Regions from separate parts of the Gossypium hirsutum genome. Here all the other regions are linked to region 2. The links are chromatin contacts, called in public Hi-C maps. All regions are on one chromosome and are shown on one strand. Each heading gives the region's core, a stretch centred on a gene start, on an enhancer-like site or on the middle of the called end of the contact. The rest is flanking DNA. Distances are from core to core; before and after follow the strand shown.

Evidence for each region. Hi-C and Micro-C count contacts between places; a contact is called where the count stands out from the background.
Region 1: a Hi-C map of leaf shows a contact between it and region 2, with 3 times the contacts expected there. The contact joins the promoter of LOC107948346 here to the enhancer-like site in region 2. A contact is called at or near these places in 2 of 34 Hi-C or Micro-C datasets (both in leaf).
Region 3: a contact with region 2 is called in a Hi-C map of leaf, with 2.6 times the contacts expected there. The contact joins the promoter of LOC107948341 here to the enhancer-like site in region 2. A contact is called at or near these places in 14 of 34 Hi-C or Micro-C datasets (anther, callus, hypocotyl and 1 more).

Annotation. Positions count from the first base shown.
Region 1 is chrA04:69,732,001-69,735,038 of Gossypium_hirsutum_v2.1, forward strand. It overlaps LOC107948346 (E3 ubiquitin-protein ligase SGR9, amyloplastic), which reads right to left and starts at 1,567. Exons shown (of 1, transcript XM_016882855.2): 1 at 99-1,567. The coding sequence starts at 1,296. The coding sequence ends at 460.
Region 2 is chrA04:69,404,735-69,407,795 of Gossypium_hirsutum_v2.1, forward strand. No RefSeq gene overlaps it. Among protein-coding and RNA genes, the nearest start is that of LOC107948338, 18 kb to the left of the region's middle. Within about 2 kb of position 1,592, at least 9 of the 9 cell types and tissues checked have an H3K27ac peak or open chromatin away from gene starts, as enhancers often do. A contact at or near this core is called in hypocotyl and leaf, where this site is marked.
Region 3 is chrA04:69,695,590-69,698,899 of Gossypium_hirsutum_v2.1, forward strand. It overlaps LOC107948341 (protein MODIFIER OF SNC1 11), which reads left to right and starts at 1,388. Exons shown (of 6, transcript XM_016882848.2): 1 at 1,388-1,932; 2 at 2,427-2,507; 3 at 2,596-2,724; 4 at 2,855-2,888; 5 at 3,002-3,063; 6 at 3,191-3,310. The coding sequence starts at 1,601. The coding sequence ends at 3,040.

The DNA of each region.
Region 1 (3,038 bases), core at 317-2,816, 330 kb after region 2:
TGCAATGTTAAAATAGAAAATTTTTTATTGAAGCTTTTTATAATTTATAAAATTTTAAATTAATAATAATAAAATTATATTTTTTTTATCTTTAAAAATAATAAAAATAAAATCTATTAAAATAATAAAATTATATTTTTTATATGATAACAATATATAATTTAATTCCGACAAAAATAAAATAAAATTCTAAGTTGGCGACCTGATATTCGGAGGTTAAAGCAAGGTTCAGAATGCTTTCTAACCGTACAATCAATGAACAACAAAAGTTGTTAATTGATAGATACAGAATTAAATCAGTAAGAGGGTATGATAGTATAAACCCAACCACATGCGTCCTTGTCATTAAAACAAGTGATCTTCATCACCCAATTCATCTCAGCCTTTCACTATGAAAAACCTCCCCATTCCCCATTACTCCAAAGTCCAAATATCCCCTATGTTACCACTCATATACAATCATGTCCATTCATCATCAACACTTTTGCCACTCGCCTTGACCAGGATTCCCCACAGCCGTTGGATCTCTCCGAATATATCATCACTGGGAAGCTGAAACCTGCAGCACGGGCAAGTGTTCCTCTTCTTCACCCATGGCAATATGCACATCCAATGGAACAAATGCTGGCAGGGGAACTTACACACGTCTCTCCCTTCTCTCATCTCCTCTTTGCATATCACGCACTCAATCCCACCCCCTCTCACCTCCACCGCCGGCAACGCCACCACCGCCGCCGGTGACGCCGCCACCTCCTTCCCTTCCTTCCCATCACAACCCATTATCCCCACAAGCCTTTTGCACCTCGTCACCATTTCGATGTACGGGATCAAAGCAGCACCGTCGAAGATGCCGGTGATGCCGGTGATCTTTAACGTGGTGTTAGAGCATATACTAGTTAACACTAGGCGCCATTCATCGTGAGGTCTCTCGAGCGCTTGGGGGTTATCATGGTATGCTTCACACAGGAACAGTAGGAGGAGCACGGCGTCAAGGTCGCGCTGGTTTATAGCTGTGGAAGGGTTTGGCAGCCGCAGTGGTGGAGGCTGGAAGTGACGCGTGAGGTGGTGGAGGGAAAAGAGGAGGTGGCGGGCAATGAGAAGGGTCTTTTGGGGGAGTGAGAGAGTGTGGAGGCGGTGGAGGGTAAGAAAGAAGAGACAAGGGGAGGAGAGGAGGTGGCAAAGACGGCGGCGGTGGTGGAAAGAGAGGGAGAAGATGGAGTAGCTGAGATCTGAAAGCTGAGAAGGACGGAGGGTGGAGATTGCCGCCATAATTGTCGTCTCTTCTTCCATCATCATATGGGATCGTGTGTTTTGGAAACTTTCTCTTTAGAAATGCGTGGGAGTTTTGATTACTGCGGCTTTTATGTCAAAGTTTTGGCCCATTACTTCCTTTTTTATAGGATAAATAATTTTATATTAAAAGAAGTTTTATTAAATCCAAAAAATTTATAATAATTTATTATTAATTATTATTATTTATATAATTTGTACTTCTAAATTAATCAGTGAATAATACACCCTTAAACGTAGTTACATCTTTTTAATTATTATAATAATGATATTAATTCATCTAAATTTATCACAAATAATTGAATATGTGTTGTCAGTCCATATAGGCATCAGAGTCAATTTCAACTCTATTCTTGCTCTAATTTCTAGATTTTAAGATTTCATATCCTCAAATTCATTTTATTACATTTATGAGAAATTTAATGATAGGAATGTTAAGGAGAAGAAAAAAAATGAAGGAGACTCAATAATTAATATACCAATTACAAAGAAAATTGGACAAAATGGGATCTATAGATGGAGATTTGATTGAACATTAATTGGTTTGGGTAAGCATGTGTGTGTTTGGTACCAAAGGGGATGCTTGAATAGCTAAGAATGTAGGGTTTTTTGTCCTAAAGTTAATGTCTTGTTAAAACATCATCGACATCCCCATTTCTTTTCATTATCTCTTACAACTTTGATGAGAAAAGAAAAAAAAGAAAATCTTGACCCATCCCATATCATTCAACTCCATCCTATTGTCTATTGCAAGCCAACGTCTTTTTTATATGAAAGTGGTCATAATTTTGGAATAAGAGGAAACAAACTGTATACTATATGAATCAACTTTATTAAATGTTGGTTTTTTTCAATTATAATTGAAAAACTCAAATTAATGGTTAAATTGGTTGGATCTTTGATTCTTGGTATTGAATCAATTAATATAATCATCTCAAAAAAAAAACTCATAAAAAGAAATATACTTTTTTAAAAAAATCTAAAATTAGCAAAAAAAAAATGTTTTTATTTTAGTCGGTTCTTATATGATTGAATCGCTAAATCTATTGATTTTCTGTTCAATCGGACTAAATTTTACGACCTTGATCTTAGCTTGCAAACAAAGAAATTAATCCAGTTCTTACGTGGGAAATGACTCCATTTTCTCATTCTTCAATGCCTCGGGGGAAAATGTCATAGAAATTCACTTAGATGAAAATTGGAGCAATGTTACCATTTGCTTACTAAAAACTCTTAAAATAGTCTTGAGATTCCCTGGAGGGACCAAAGGAAAGATGATACAATATAATACTAATTGTCAACAAAATTTTGTATAATATGATAGAATGCTTCAACTGCAAGTTGAGGGTTTTCCTCTAGCAAGATTGTGATAATTAAAGGACTGTGATTGTCTTAAAGTAGCAAAAGTTAAAATTTGCAAGTGTAAAGCAAATTTAAAAGATTTTAATTGGGGAGTGCCTCTTCACTTTAGCCGAGATTTAGTGTACCAAAATTCTGCTGGGAATTAAAAGAGAAATGAGCATAAAATAGGATCCAATGTCCTCAACATACTACTCATTGCCACACATAACCATCATCAAGGGATCATTCAAGCTTTATTAGTGGTTAAGTGATGGCATAAAAAATCACCTAGAGTTGCGTTAACGTAAGCAGGCATGTTTGAAAGTCTTACAGCGGTGGGTCTAAAACCCACACACTTGTATTTCCCATACGGTTTCAAAACCAACATACAGCAATATCCCATTTAG
Region 2 (3,061 bases), core at 342-2,841:
CTTTTTTTTTTGGTTAGGTTTTTGTTGTATTGCTTCATACATGGCATGGGGGAGTCAAAAAATAGTGAGATTTGTTTAAAATATTTAAGGGTTAAAAAGTAAAAAAACAAAAAAAATCAATGAAGTAAGCAATGATCTATTCAGGGGCGAAGCTAGAACAAATTTTTAAGGGGGCCGAATGAAATTTTAATTTTTTATAGTCTATATTTTTATAATTTTTAAGGGATTAAATCAAATTTTTATAATTTTAGGGAGCTAAAGTATAATTTTTTCTTAATTTAAATTTTTTAAAAAAATTTTACCATTACCTGCCAGCCCCCTAAATCTGCCCTTGGATCTATTCTTGAGGTGGGTGTTGAATCCCCACAACAGGTAAAGGCAAAATAAAAGTGTAATAGCCATTGTGTTGAATAGCTGGTCTGGTGAACCAAAATATTAGGTACAAGTATAAATGACATTTATGACGACCTATTATCTAAAATATCAGTGATAGTCATTCACAATTGTTGGATTTGATCTAAAGAATTTGAGCCATCCAATGGTAATGTTATATAATTATAATAAAATATTTGATAACCAGATTCAGAATCTAACTCGAGAATCGATTCGATGGTCAGACCCAGAATACAAATAATCTCAAACACTCTATTTGGAGGGTCAATTCTATTTTTCGAACTAGAACGCTATTTCCCTTTCCATCTTGACCTTCGTTGATATTGTGTATTAACAGATAAAGACCGATATTATCTATCAAGCATCGAAAGTTATACGTAATTCTTCAATCTAAAAGTGATCATCTAACAACTTTGTACCCATTTTTGCTCGCATGATGTACTTGTCAAATGGCCTTCTCGATGGCATCCTTTAAGTACAAGTTGTCTTCCATTTTTATACTCAATTTGCCTTTTTTAAGGGGTCAATCTCATACTTGGTGGGAAAGGTCCTAAAATATCACTGCACCATACTTCGTCCAATATTTGCTTGTGCCAAGCATTGAGTGTAGTATAATTACTAAACGTGGCGTATACTCCCCTTTCATTTTCTTACCTTATGTTGGATTTTTCGTGATTAGTATCATTGAGCAAGGAGGCGTTGGTAACTCTATTGCCTCTCATGTTTTGTTTGCCATCAGGGTGGTGCATTATGTATGATGTGGAGGCATTCCTAGAGGGCCATTTATAGGCTCATTCGCTTCCGTATCCTTCATGTTGTAAGGGTCCTCTTGAAGCCTGGGTGGTGAAGTTCTCCCATAATTATCTTTGCCTAGGGACTTAGATTAGAGTTAAAATAAAGTCTTAGAATGTGAGCTAGGAGTGAGGATAGGCTATGGTTTGATGAAAAACACAAAACTACAAGGACTAAAATTGCAATTTATCTCAAAAATAGTTGAAGGGCTAATGTAGTAATTCCATTTCTTTTTTTTTCCTTTCCCGTCCGATGCTTTGTGGCCCCACCAATTTAATATACCTTTATATTTTTCTTTCCCATTTTCCACGCTTTTTTCTTTTAACTTTTTCCCTTATTTCTTCCTCTTCCGCGCCATTACCTTTATTTTATTTTCTTTTCTCTTTTCCTCTATTCCTCTTTTCTTATTCTCCTCTCTTTCTCAACCCTAGCCGCCGCAATCCTGCGCCGCCACCAATCGGAAAAGCCACCAAACGATCTGCCTTTCCTCTTTCTTTTAATCCACCGCGCCATATCTTTTCAGAACCCACTTGAAAGCCATTAAAACATCAAATCGACTTCGACTTTCTCTTGCCCCGATCTACCGCCTCCGCCGTCAGATCGACACGGGATATCAGGGGAAGCTTCCCTTTCCTAAGATATAACCTCTCAAATATGTTCTCTCTTCCTCTTTTTCTTTTCTGCTGATTTTTTCTGCTGTAATGGTTGTGAAATGATGATTGAGCAGTGTTGGTGAAGGAGGTGGCTATGGTTTAGAGAGGGGCGGAGAGTGATCTTGATGGTGGGCGGTTGGGGGCCTCGGTAGTTATGAGATGGTGTAGGTTCTGGGTAGTGAAATTGCGGTGGAGATGGGGAAGATGATGGGTACGGTGGGGGGGGGGGGTTGGGCGGCTTTGACTTTGACTCAGTGAGGATAAGTGATGGCAAAAATGTTGAGGTTTATGGTTAGTTAATTTATCGATGTGTATGTAGGATAATTTGACGTAGGCTTGCAGCTGGCCGAGCTGGCTGGCTCTAGTATAGCCAGGCAGTAAGTTATCACAGCTGCATAAATCAAACTGGGGCGCCTAACCAGCTTTTGACTGTGATAGTTTAAGCAGTCCAAGATAGATTGTCCCCGTACATATACTATACATGTCATTGTTTAATTATGCTTCTCTTAGGGCAAACGGTTAATTTCAATACTCATATCCCCTCTCTTTGTTGGAGTTTATGAAAGAGGTTAACGTCTGCTTCGGTCCTTTTTTTTAATCAATATGTTTTCTTGTTAAAAATTCTAGTTATTGCAATTTTTTTGTCCATGAAGCATTGCTGGCAGGAAATGGCGCAACTTCATCGAAACCAATCGACAGCTTGTTGAAGAGTAGGATAACAAGGACACCACTGTCCAATCTATTAAAACGAGCAACCGGATAACACGTTAATAGCATCGATGTCTATTAACAACATTGAACTTAAGATTCATAAATATGGTAAAGACTTGAAGTACAAGAATTGAGTACCAGTAAATATGATATAAGGATACAAAACATCCTAAGCTTACTTGAAGGATGCCTTCGGCGTCTAAACACCCCCGGTCGCCTTCACAGTTCTTCAATCCGGCGACTACATTGTGAACATGTTATGTAAGTACCCATCATTTTGGCAATTCAATGTTGAGACAAAGCAATAATTGAATTGTCTTTCCATTTCCGGGAACGCATTGGGGCGGTAATCTCGAACCGCCCAAGCCAGCAAATTGTAAGCTAAGAAGATCAAGCCATAGGCATATCTAGCCATCCAAGGAGCGGAGCTATTTTTGAACTGACCAAAACAGGAACCATCCTCGAACCTACATGCCTTTCATTTTGTTGCTTGTTGAACCACTTTCCATTTC
Region 3 (3,310 bases), core at 138-2,637, 290 kb after region 2:
TAAAGTATACCTGTTTTCTTACTTTAGTACTTAAATTTTTTTTATCTCAATTTAGTACTAAAGTATTAATTTCCTCTACTTTTAGTCTATTTTGTAATGGCTGTTAAAAAATCTATTTAGCAATTTTGGCCAACGGGAAAGTACCATGTTGTATATTTTGACCAATAAAAAAAATACCACATGATAATTAGATTTATTTAAAATAAAAATATTAAATTTAAATTAAAAATATAAATTTATAATATTAAATATTTAAATATTAAAAAAGACTATTTATTTTGATAGATCTATGGTCGATGTTGACTGGGCGAGTGACACCATTAAAACACACTTGTTCTTTTTTATTTTTTAATGTTATATATATTATATTGATTATAAATCTAAAAAATATATATAATATATATAACTTTGTTAAAAGTTTAAAATAATTTTTTTATAAAATTTTAAAATATATAATTAAAAATTTTTAAAAATTTCAAAATAATATATAAAAATTAATTTAAATTTATAAAAAAATATATTTTAGAATTTTATAAAAAATATTTTAAACTTTTTTAAAAAATTATATATGTTATATATGTTTTTTTACATTTATAATCAATATAACATATAATATTTTAAAAGATTTAAAAAAAAAAGGACACATGATGTGTTCTAATAGCGTCATATGGCCAGTAAATGTTGGTCAATAGCCCATCAACAATCGATCAAAGTTAAAAATGTTTTTTAGCATTTAAATATTTAATATTATATTTTTAATTTTTCTTTTAAATTAATTGTTTTTATTTTAAATAAATTTAATTGTCACATAGCACTTTCCTATTGGCCAAGGTTGTTTAATGGATTTTTTAACTGTCATTACAATTGGACCAAAAAATAGAGCAAACTAATACTTTAGATACTAAATTGGGACAAAAAAATTAAATATTAAAATAAAAAATAGATATACTTTAGGGGTCAAATCGTGAATTAAGCCTTAATTATGTTGTTATATATTTAAATTTCATAAGATATATATAATAATAGATTTTAAAATTGAAAAACTAATCAACTTAGACTCTAAATTTTAAATATTAGAGTTTAAGCACAACTCATATTTTAAGCAAATATAAATTTTACATAAACTTTTTTTATTACAATATTAAAGTTAACGATGAAATAACATAATTTGAACTTATACCAAATAAATATTTAACAAAAATTTTAAATATGCTTTCTATTCAAATAAAACACTTGCACTCATTTATTTTATACTTAATATTTATATGCATGTATCAAAAATATTCAAACCCTACTAAATATTCAAGATATCATTTTATTATTTAAAATGATATTATCAATTAGGTTATTATATTTATATATTTAAAAACAATATTTGTACTAAATTTAAAATTGATCCAACTAATCAACCAAAAAAAAAAAAATCTCAATCTGTACAAACCGGATTTAGCAAGGCCGGCAGCTCTCATAAGGGAAAATATCGCAACGCTTTCCCATTTATCGCAAAGAAAAAGATACGGCGAGCCTCTTCCTCGCCCCTTCTATATTCTTTCACGTAACCCTACTTACCTACCAACCAGCCAACCAACCAACTAATCCGATGGCAGCCACCACCCAGAAACCCGTCGCCGTCGCAACCTCCACCCCCACCCCCACGACTCCTGCATCCGTCACTCTCGCCGCCATTTCATCTGCAGAACCAAACCCTAAGAAGATCGTGTCATCCTCCTCGGATAAGTCTGATCCTCCTAATGCTGAAGGATCTCTGAAGGAGAATGGGGGTTCGAAGACCACCGGGACTACTGTGGGCTCGGTCGTCGGGGATGAAAGCGGTCCCGTTAACGATATCCAGAAGAAGATTCGCCGAGCTGAGCGGTTCGGCGTACCTGTACAGTTGTCCGAGCAAGAGAAGCGTAATTCTAGGGCCGAGAGGTGAATTCTTCAATTTTCCCCCTTTTTTTTGTTTTAGGTATTATTTATGTTTTTCCTTTTGGTTTGTACCTAGTTGACGAACATCTCTGAAGGGAAAATTTTCTTTTTCGATTTATTTCTAAAAAAGAACTATTCTGATGTTATTGTTTAAACGCGATTGTCGATTCATTGTGCGCTGAGAAGTATAGATTAACACTCTTGAGTTTGTTTATTGTTTTGATTGTTTGGAATCTCTTAGCAGTGCATAATTTTCTAATTTATTCTCTTTCTTTGATCAATCTATCCGTTTGTTCTCTAGAAATTAGTCTAACCCCTTTGTAATCTTACCTAGTTGCCTTGATAAGCATGCCTGTGTTTTTGGCTCATTATAATGTTCTGTTGGGTTTTCATTTAATTTTTTATGGTAAAGGTTTAGTAACAGTAGTTGTGGATGTTGAACCCCATTCCTTGAGTTTTCTTTGTGTTTGTTGATTTGTGAACCAAACATGTCTCAGGTTTGGCACTGCACCCAGGCCAAATGGATCAGAAGCATCGAAGCAATCAGAGGAGGTGAAGAGGAAGGCTAGAGCTGAGAGGTTTTTTGTCCATACCACCTTTACCCAATGATGATATTACTCGGAGTTGCATTTAATCTATTTATTAATTCTTTTTGTGGGTTCTCAGGTTTGGGCTTGCTGTACCCTCTACAACTGTTGATGAGGAAGAGAAAAGGAAAGCTCGTCTTGCCCAATTTGCACCATATTCCAAACCTGACACCATTGAAGGAGAAAAAAGAAAAGCAAGGGCAATCAGGTACATTCCAATGCTAAAGAACTGCTTCTTACATTGTTAGAGATCTATAAATGCCTATAGAAATCACTATTGACAAAGGTTTATGCATGTTGAGGTTGGAATTTGATTTTTTTTCCTCTGGTCTTTCCAGGTTTTCTGATCCCCTGTCAACTTCTTTAGCACAGGTAAATCACAAGGGGAATATTGAACCAGTAAGGGTTTAGTTTAGATGTTTCTCTGGCAAAGTTGTTGGATCATAGAAAATCCAGTGTTTTAAGGTGTATACATTTTTTTACAGGAGGCTCCTGTTGCTGGAAAGGCTGTTGGAGGACTCTAAATAGAAATTACCATAGTTAGAAGGTATCTTTGGAGATATGCATTGCTTTAATCATGTATATATCTGCGTCTGTGTCAGAAATATACTTGTTTAAATATGTCTATATCAGTTAACTTAGAGGTCGCATTATTATTTTCTTTTCCTTTTCAGGTCTAGTGTCCTAACAGCTTGTGATTCGCTTAGCAGCTTCCTTACAATGTTTTATTTCTAACATCAAAATTTAAGATGCAATACTCTTATCTCCAGATGAATTTCTAAAGAATTGGCAAT